2 separate regions of the Mus musculus genome follow, and region 2 is linked to region 1. The links are chromatin contacts, called in public HiChIP or PLAC-seq maps. All regions are on one chromosome and are shown on one strand. Each heading gives the region's core, a stretch centred on a gene start, on an enhancer-like site or on the middle of the called end of the contact. The rest is flanking DNA. Distances are from core to core; before and after follow the strand shown. Region 1 overlaps Cdh22 (cadherin 22). Region 2 holds the start of Cdh22 (cadherin 22).

Evidence for each region. HiChIP or PLAC-seq counts read pairs in DNA pulled down with a chosen protein or histone mark.
Region 2: a contact with region 1 is called in an H3K4me3 HiChIP or PLAC-seq map of neural tube, with 4 times the contacts expected there. The contact joins the promoter of Cdh22 here to the enhancer-like site in region 1. A contact is called at or near these places in 4 of 39 promoter capture datasets (embryonic stem cells, frontonasal cranial neural crest, maxillary cranial neural crest and 1 more), 24 of 484 Hi-C or Micro-C datasets (the N1E-115 cell line, bone marrow-derived macrophages, cardiomyocytes and 8 more), 18 of 115 datasets of contacts at active chromatin or transcription factors (SST interneurons, VIP interneurons, craniofacial prominence and 11 more) and 3 of 9 other capture datasets (adipose tissue, embryonic stem cells and pancreatic islet).

What each region holds. Positions count from the first base shown.
Region 1 is chr2:165,111,727-165,115,990 of GRCm38.p6, forward strand. It overlaps Cdh22 (cadherin 22), which reads right to left. Exons shown (of 12, transcript NM_174988.3): 12 at 1-967. The coding sequence ends at 432. Among named protein-coding and RNA genes, the nearest start is that of Gm36690, 8.1 kb to the left of the region's middle. Within about 2 kb of position 2,220, at least 33 of the 459 cell types and tissues checked have an H3K27ac peak or open chromatin away from gene starts, as enhancers often do. A contact at or near this core is called in cerebral cortex, embryonic basal ganglia, embryonic limb bud and 2 more, where this site is marked.
Region 2 is chr2:165,232,569-165,236,620 of GRCm38.p6, forward strand. It overlaps Cdh22 (cadherin 22), which reads right to left and starts at 2,169. Exons shown (of 12, transcript NM_174988.3): 1 at 1,987-2,169. Gm36748 (a long non-coding RNA gene) reads left to right here. Exons shown (of 3, transcript XR_375215.3): 3 at 1-346.

The DNA.
Region 1 (4,264 bases), core at 970-3,469:
TCCCTGAGCAAGTCACATCCACTTCTCTGGGGGAGCTTCCCCATCTGACACCTTCAAGACTCCACCTCATAGCTTTTCCAACAATGCAGTTGGTCTCCAGGTAGCTCTCAGCACACAGTAGGTGCTTAGTAAATGACCAGCCCTTCCTTCATCTTTAATTGGATGCCAGAAAGCCTTGGGGTGGGCATGGCAGCAGCGCCCTCCTCTGCTTTCCCCTCCCATTGTCCTTTCCCAGAGCCGGGTTCCCCTACCGTGGTCCTGTCCAACCCCAGATCCGCACAGGCCAGGTTCCCCTCCTTTTTCCTGACATTGGTCATCACTGCCGCGCCCCTGAGTCTTCCGCAAGATACACCCCTGGGAACGTGTCGCGGAGCAGGGACCCTGCAGATCCCCTCCCGTCGGGCTGCGCTGCCCGACTGGGCAGGCTGGGGCTAGGAGGCCGGGGCCTCGTCGTCCCCGCGGTGGCCGGCGTAGAGCGCGGCCAGCGGTCGGAAGCGCGGGCCCCAGGCGCGGAGAAAGGCGAAGTCCTGCTCCGAGCCGGTCGAGCCGCTGTGCAGCGAGCTGAGCGAGGCGGCCGGCGAGCCCGCGCCCTCGAACGCGTAGGTCTGGAAGGCGTCGTAGGGAGGCACCGATAGGTCCGCGTCCGCCAGCGCCACCTTGCGGCTGATGAAGTCCCTGAACACCGAGAAGTCCGGCTCGGGGCTCGACGGCCCCCGAGGCAGCGAGTGGCGCTCAGAAGAGGAAGCAGCCTGCGGGGGACTGGCCGCGCCCCCGCCCGGGTCGCCACCCTTGAGCTCCCCAAAATCGTAGAGGCTCCGTAGCGCTGACATGTCATAGGCCTCGGTGTCCTGCTCGCCGCCGCCCTCGTCGTTGTATTTGATCACATTGTCCCGCATGTCTTCATCCACGTCTGAGCTCAGATGGCTCTTGTGGTGCCGCCTGAGAGTGAGGATCAGCAGAGCAAGAACTGTGGGGGTGGGGTGGGGTGGGATAGGAGACATAGGGACACAGAGTGAGGGCTGAGCCCAGCGTAGGGTACTGCCTGGACCCCCCTCCAGCCCCCAACCTGACGGCTGAGCTTCAGTGATGCAGAGCGGTGCTAAGGATTGTCACCCAATTTGAGGGCCAGAATTAACCCTTGAGTCTCCATCCTCAGTTCTAGGCGCTGGAAGGGTGAAGGCACCAGGCCCAAGAAGGACGAAACCCTCTGTCCCTGCCCTCCTCTGTCCCCCGTCGCCCCTCCCCCCCCCCGGACGTCTGTGCTTCCTATTTCTTGTCTCAGATCAGGACCCTCAGGGTTCTCTCTGTGAGATTTCTACCCAGGCGACCCCACTCCAGGTCCCCACGGGAAGGATTCCATTGGTTCTCGGTGTGGCCTCGTCACCAGTAGCAGCTGCAGGGAATCCTTGACAACTGTGGGTCCTCAGTGGGTCCTAGATCTGCCTCTGGGACTTCCCTTTTCTTATCTCAGCCACAGGCTGGGTCTTGCCAAGTTAACCCCAGTGAATATCCTCTGGGGCCTGGAAAATGTCTCCCTAGCCTCATGCCTGGCATGGAAAAGCACGGGATGTGTGCTTGCTGAATGGAGTGAATGAATGAATGAATGAATGAATGAAGAGTTGCCTGGAGACCCAACTGAGGGGGGTAGTGAATGAATGACCTACTCTCTGTGCTTCTGTCTTTCTTCATCTGCCTTCAGGACTTCCTGTTTCTCTCCTCCTCCTCCTCCCTCCTTCCTAACACTGTATTCTGTCATCCAGCCAGGTTCTCCTTCCTGCTTCCCCAGCTCCCAAGGACCTACTCCCTTATAACATTCCCTCTTTTGGCACTCTTCTGCACGCCGTGGCTTTAGCTTCCCTCCGCCAATAACTCCAGCATCTTTCACCCCTGAAATCCAGGTACATTCAACTTCCAGTCCCCTCGGTTGACCAAGAGAACCTCAAACTCCATACGTTTAAAGTTAAAATAATCTTTCTCTTTCCCACTACCCCCCTCCCTCCACCAAGGCCCAGAGAATGTGATGGAAAGGGGGCAAAGAAGAATGTCAGAGCTGGAGGGCGGGGAGGGGTGCCGGGGAATGCAGGCTTCTGGACCCACAGCTCTGTGAAGAGCTCCACACGGTCAAGCCAGTCAATAGCCCGGCAAGGATAGGGGAGGGGCCAACAAGGTCCCACCCTCAACCCTAAAGTCATTGGCTGATTGGTGGAAACTGAAAGGAGTCATTTTTATTCAGGGGTGTGGCCACTGGTGGGCTAACCACGCCCAGTACACAGCCACGCTCCAGTGTATGGCCTCGCTCTGGTGCACGCTCTGGCAGCGCTAGTGGAACTCCGTGAGCTATAAAGAAGACACAAAGAGGACCTGAGGTGGGAAGGATACACGTAGGAAAGGTCTGGGGGCCTGGGGGTGGCCACGATCAAGATACATTGTATACATGTATGAAATCAATAATAATTTTAAATTTCATTTTATTTTGTGCGTGTGGGTGTTTTGCCTGCCTGTATGTCTCTGTACCACGTATGTGCTCAACGCTCATGGAGGCCAGAAGAGGAACCAGATCCCCTGCAACTGGAGCTACAGATGGGTGTGAGCTGCCACGTGTGTGCTGGGAATTGAACTCGGGTCTTCTGGAAGAGTAGTCAGTGTTCTTAACTGCTGAGCCATCTCTTAAGCCCCAAGAAAGAATTAAAGAAACAAACAAACAACTTTGCTCAGTGGTAAATCCTATTGTGGAAACAGCCTAGTACCTGAGAGGGATTTGCTGGATGGGTGGATGGACACACGAATGGACAGACACATGCCAAGCGCCGTGGCAGCAATTAGATGTTTCTTGCTGCTCCAGACAGATCCAGCCAGGCCTGTGGTCAGGGCCAGCTGTGAGGGCCACAGCACAGGGTAGGAGCTCACCACCTAACATGGTAGCTTACAACAGGGAAGGACGTGGGGGCTGGGGACAGGCCCTGAGGGAGGGCTGGAGGGAAGGAAGGTGTCAAGAGAGATGTAGAGAAGATAGATGGACGGCATTTGGAGCTGGAGACCTGGAGCTGTGGAGGGGATGCCCACGAGAGCAGATGGTAGGGTTTGCGGGCGGCGGGCGACAGATGTGCCAGACCTGATCAGCGATTCAGCCCGTCACCTTTAGAGCACTGATGTGCACTTTCTTCGTTTGTGGGCAATTAGGCAGAAATTTGTTTGCACTGCCTTGGAAAATGAAACCGCTGTAAAGTGCACCCTCTGGAAAAAAAGGGTTTCTGAGCTGTGGGCTGTGGTGGGGAAGGAGGGGCTGTACTCCTGGCTGGGCAGAGTCTGTTCGGGGCCTCTGTGGGGGATCTGAAGGGGTGTAGCAGCACAAGGGGAGGGGTGTCATCTCGTGGGGGACTGGGCAGGGCTAGTGAGCGTGGTCCCAGGAGAACCCCTAACTCTGGCTGTTCTGTCTACAGTCAGCACTTGGTTGGCTGTGGCAGCAGCCACAGGCTGTTCACATCTCTTCTCACCAGCGATACTGGAGTTCAAATGGCTTCTGGTGCCATTGTCCCCAGTGTCTCAAGACTTTGTCCCAGGAGCCCTAAGTTGTTGTCCCCAGTTTTATTTCATGGCAGGTGGCAGAGCAGAGGTGGAGACACAGAGTAAGAAGAGCTAATTTCATGTCAGAAGGCCATCTGGGTCTTCTTAGCCAAGCCACTTAACCTGTGAGTCTCTGTTTCTTCATCTGAGAAAGGGGCTGATACACTTGGTCATGCAGCCAAACAGCCATGCTTCTCTTTATGGAGAACAACAATTTTAAAAAGGGAAATAGTAGACAAGAGAATTTTTAAAATATGCTTGGTGTGTCCCTGGCCCCCATACCAGGTCTCAAGCTCCCAGTATAGCCAAAGATAACTTTAACTTTGGATACTCTTGTCTCTACTTCTGGGATGTCGGGATCACAACCTTACACCATCCCACCAAGTTTATGCAGTACTGAGGATCGAACCTGGGGCTTCATGTATGCTGGGTAAGCATTCTACCAATTAGGCCACACCTCCAGTTCCATGTTTCTTTTTACTAATAAGGTTTGTCATTCTACAGTCCAGGTTGGTCTGGAATTTGCTATATAGCCCAGGCTAGCCTCTCACTTGCAGCAATTCTCCTGCCTTAGCTTTCCAAGTGCTGAGATTATAGGAAGGAGTCACCAGCCCAGGCTATACAAGTGGCTTTAAACTCTGGGAAGTCTTGGGCTGTGTGTGGGGCACAAAACTGTCCCAAGCTGGCCACCATCCTCACT
Region 2 (4,052 bases), core at 919-3,418, 120 kb after region 1:
GGCTGAGGCCCAGCCTCTGTGCAAAAGCAACCAAGCCACACACACACACACACACACACACACACACACACACACACACACTATACACATGTACCCAGGGTCACCACAGTTTTTCACTTAACAGCTTTCTCCCCCTGAGAGCTCTGGGGATCTACCTTAAATACCTCATGCTGCATGGAAGCAAACGCCTTCCTGCTTTGCCTGCAGTCTGAGGACAAGAAATGGATCCATTTTCCCTCACACTCACCCAGCATACAATTGGTGAGGCCCGGATATCAGGGTGTCTGGGTTCCCATTCTGCCTTTTGATAGTGTTTGCCCTGTGACCCCAGAACCCACCCTCCAATAAATACTTCAGGATGGGAAGGAGGACAGCCCAGGTAGATAGAATCAGACAGGGTGCCCCAGAGGCAGATGTCCTAGGCTGAGAGACCTAGCTTGGTAAAGCACCTGCTGGGGAGCACAGGTACTCTTGTAGTGAAGGAAGATCACAGAGACACCCCCACTTCATCCCAAGCAGTGTTTAAGGGAACACTGGAAAAAGCCGGGAATCCTGCTGCCGCAGAGTAGAGGCTGGCTTGGGGAAGAAGATGCCTTCTGACCTGACAGACACTGAGGCAAGAAGGGTGAAAGAAGGTGGCAACACTGAGGATGAGACGGGCCAAGCCCCCACATCCCAAAAAGAGTCAGGGTGGGCACTGGTGGGCTAGCGTGGGAGATACTCTGAGGGACAGAGGACATAATGGATAGGCTTCCAGGACAGAAGGAGAAGAAGCAGAGGCAGTAGCCAATACTAACAATCAAGACTCTGGCCAAGTTGAGCACTCCTGCTGGTTCTGGGACCCAGGGAGCTCATCAGATGGAACGCACACCCTCCGACCAACGCCGCCGCCGACTAGGAAGGGTAGGAGAGAAAGCAGGGGGCTCCTAGCAGCGCGAGCCGGACAAGCCTTCAACCGGCCGGGCCCCGCAGGCTTCAGCCGTCGCTGCTGTGCCCGCCAGCAGGGGGTGCCTCTGCGGCTTGGGGAGACCTCGGGGGACTCCAGCCTCTCTCTGCGCTCCGCCCGCTGCACCCTACAGGGTCGTCTCCAGCAGCACCCAAGCTGGGGCAGGGACCCGACCAGGCCACAGCGGAAGTGGCGAAGTCAGGTCCCGAGCCAAGGGAGACGTGGTTAGGGATAGTGTCTATCGAGGGTCCCGCAGCCTGTACGCCCTCACAGTCGCAAGGTCCACGCCTCCCGGTTCCGCACCCCGGCCTCCGGAGGGTCAGTCCCGAGTGGCGCGTGCTTTGGACGTGAGCCTGTGAAGCCCGGTCCTTCTCCGTGGTGGGGACAGAGTCCCCGGAGTCGTGTGCGGATGAAGAGGGTAGAGCTACCTCTCAATCTCCACCGGCCATCCGACGGCCGAAGGGAGCAGGGGGTCACGTCGGCAGGGCCACAAGGGTCCTCATAGCCTGTCCAGCTCACCCCACCCAGGGGTGGCCGCAGCCGCGCGTGTCGCCGCGGCTCGACCCGCACACGCACCCGCGCGGCGCACACGCTCCCGCCGCGCCGATCGCCGGGCCTCCGGGAGGGGCTGCGAGCCGAGCCGGGGCGGCGCGGGGTGGGCGGCGGGAATGCCGGGGTCCCGGCCCGTACAGAGGCTGGATTCTCCATCTCCCCACCCCTCCCCGCACTCCGGCCCTACACCCCTGGCGCAGACACCCCCTTCCTCCCCGGCCTCGGGGGCATCCTGGAGCTCAGGACACAGGGACCGCGACTCCCGGGCCGGGAGGTGGCCGGGCTGGGCTCCGCGCCGGGGAAAGTTTGGACGTGGGAAAGTCCCTGTCTCCCCGCCGGGGAGGGGGCGCGGGATGGGCGCGCTTCAGCTGTTGCCCCGGAGCCCGCGCCGCGCCGCGCCCGCCTCTCCCCGGCCCGTGCACCCTCCCGGCCCGCAGCCTTCCCCAGCGGCGATCGGTTGTCCTCCCGCGGGTGCCGCGCGCTCTTACCTTGGGGAGCGGCCGGACTGCACCCTGGTCCGCGCCTTGGGACGCCAGCAAGCGGCAGGATCACAGCCAGGTCCGGCTCTGGCGTCCGCTCGGAGGAGCCGAGGGAGAGCGGGAGCGAGAGGGGGAGCCGCGGCGGCGAGTGCGCGCGTGTGTGGAGGAGCGAGAGAGCGAGGGAGTGTGCGTGTCTGACTAGGGGGGAAGTGTGCAAGGGACGGATCCCTTCCTTCCTCCCGCAGCCTCTGGTGGAGACTCGGAGAATGCAGCGCCCGCCGGGCAGGAGCGCCGAGCAGCGCCGAGCCGCAGGCGGCCGCCGGGCCGGACCCCGCAGCCAGCCGGGGAGCCCGGCCCCCGCCCCGACCGCACCCCTCCCTCGCCTGCGGGGCCCGGAGGCTCCGTCTCCCCCGTCGCCGGCAGCGGGAAAGCCCCCGGGGGAGTGCTCCTTCTCCTCCTCCCAGCCCAGATCCGCGCGAAGGGAGCGCCCCCAGGAGGGGAGCGGGCTCCCTCCTTGCCTGGCGGTTCAGCTGCCCCGAGGCACCCGTGGCAGACTAGACCCTGTCCCCACCACTCCCCTGGCCAGACTTCGCTGCATCTAGCCCCCCTTCCCCCACACACTATGAAAGCCCGGCTTCAAAAGAAGGGGGTGCAAGCGAAGGTAGAGGCGGGCTTCTCAAGTGGCCACCCCTGGCTGGCTGCCCAGAAAGGCCCTTTGCACAGACCGAGGCTTCAGAGACAATCACTGAACATTGAGGTGGACAGAGCCCCTGCCCCGGGGCTGGGAGTCTGCTGGCAGGTGGAAGGTCAGTTGTCCTGGGAAGAGAGCCACGCTGGTCATTCCTCTTTAGGAGCGAGCTCTGGAAGTCCTGTGCCTCCAGCCAGAATAAAAGAGTAGGCAAACAAGACAGTCCAGCCTAAACTTCGTGCCCTCTAGCATGAGGCTAATAAAATCCACCCCCACCCCCCACTGTCCAGAAACGCTTGCAAAGCCAGATTTTCCGTTCTTGCTCAAATTCAGCTAGCCCAATGCCCGATGTCTTTTCTGCCTAGACTGTTTCCTTTTTCTTAGCTGCATGGGTGCCAGCCAGGTGACTGAAGTGACCGTGCAGCTGTATGTCTTTGCCATCTGCCCCTAACCAAGCATCCTGGCCTGCAAAACAGACGCTGAGTTAAAGAGGTGACAACGCCCTCCCTCCGAGACCCTGATTCCTGATGGTCCCTAGGGACCCATACTCCAGCTCGCCCTGGCCTGCTCACCACCGGGAGCTCTAATTTCCACTCTCCCACTCCTCCCTAGTGACTGGTGTCTCCTCTGGGTGGTTGCATTTCTAGTCCTTCCAGCTGAACTCCATCACTCTTATTTATTTTGAGATTTATTCTCCACCTCGACAGCCGGTTCCCTCCCTTAAGTCCTTCTTCTCTCGGTTCATTCCCTTCATTGATCTCCCAAGCGTTGCTTTTGTGCAGTCTCCTGGTCTTTTTCCTCCCCAACCTCTCTATTCTTAGCCTCTACTCTTTCATGCTTTCAGAGACCAGAGGCTGGCCTTCCAGATGCATCTCCACACTTTCTGCTTTCTCCCTCTCTCCCCGACTCACTTTTTGCAGCTGTGGATCCTTCTTTTCTGTCCCTGCCCCAGGCCTGGCTGTGTGCTGACCCCTCAGGACTCTGACCTAATTACAGGGCCATAGGTTGTTTGGGCCTGGGCTGTGATAGCCTCCACATTTGCCTGCACACAGTGGGGTAAGCCACAAAGTCTCTTCTCCCCAGAACTCCATTAGAGCCTTACCTTTTACTCTCCCAACATCTCACCTTCCCCTTTAGGTTGCCTCCTACCCTTATCCAAAAACCTCCTCTCGGCGGCCTCACGTCCTGGGTTCTGGGAGCACTTGAGATTCACCATCGTCAGAACTGCTGTGATTTTGCTTGTATGCAGATCGGTCCTATTTTACAGACGAGGAAACATTTTGGAATATCAGGAATACACAGGCAAAGTGGTGAGAGTGGATTAGTTAGTACATCCTGCCTGGGTTCTCTGCTCTGGAAGAGGGTAAGCCAGGGCTCTTCTGACTGT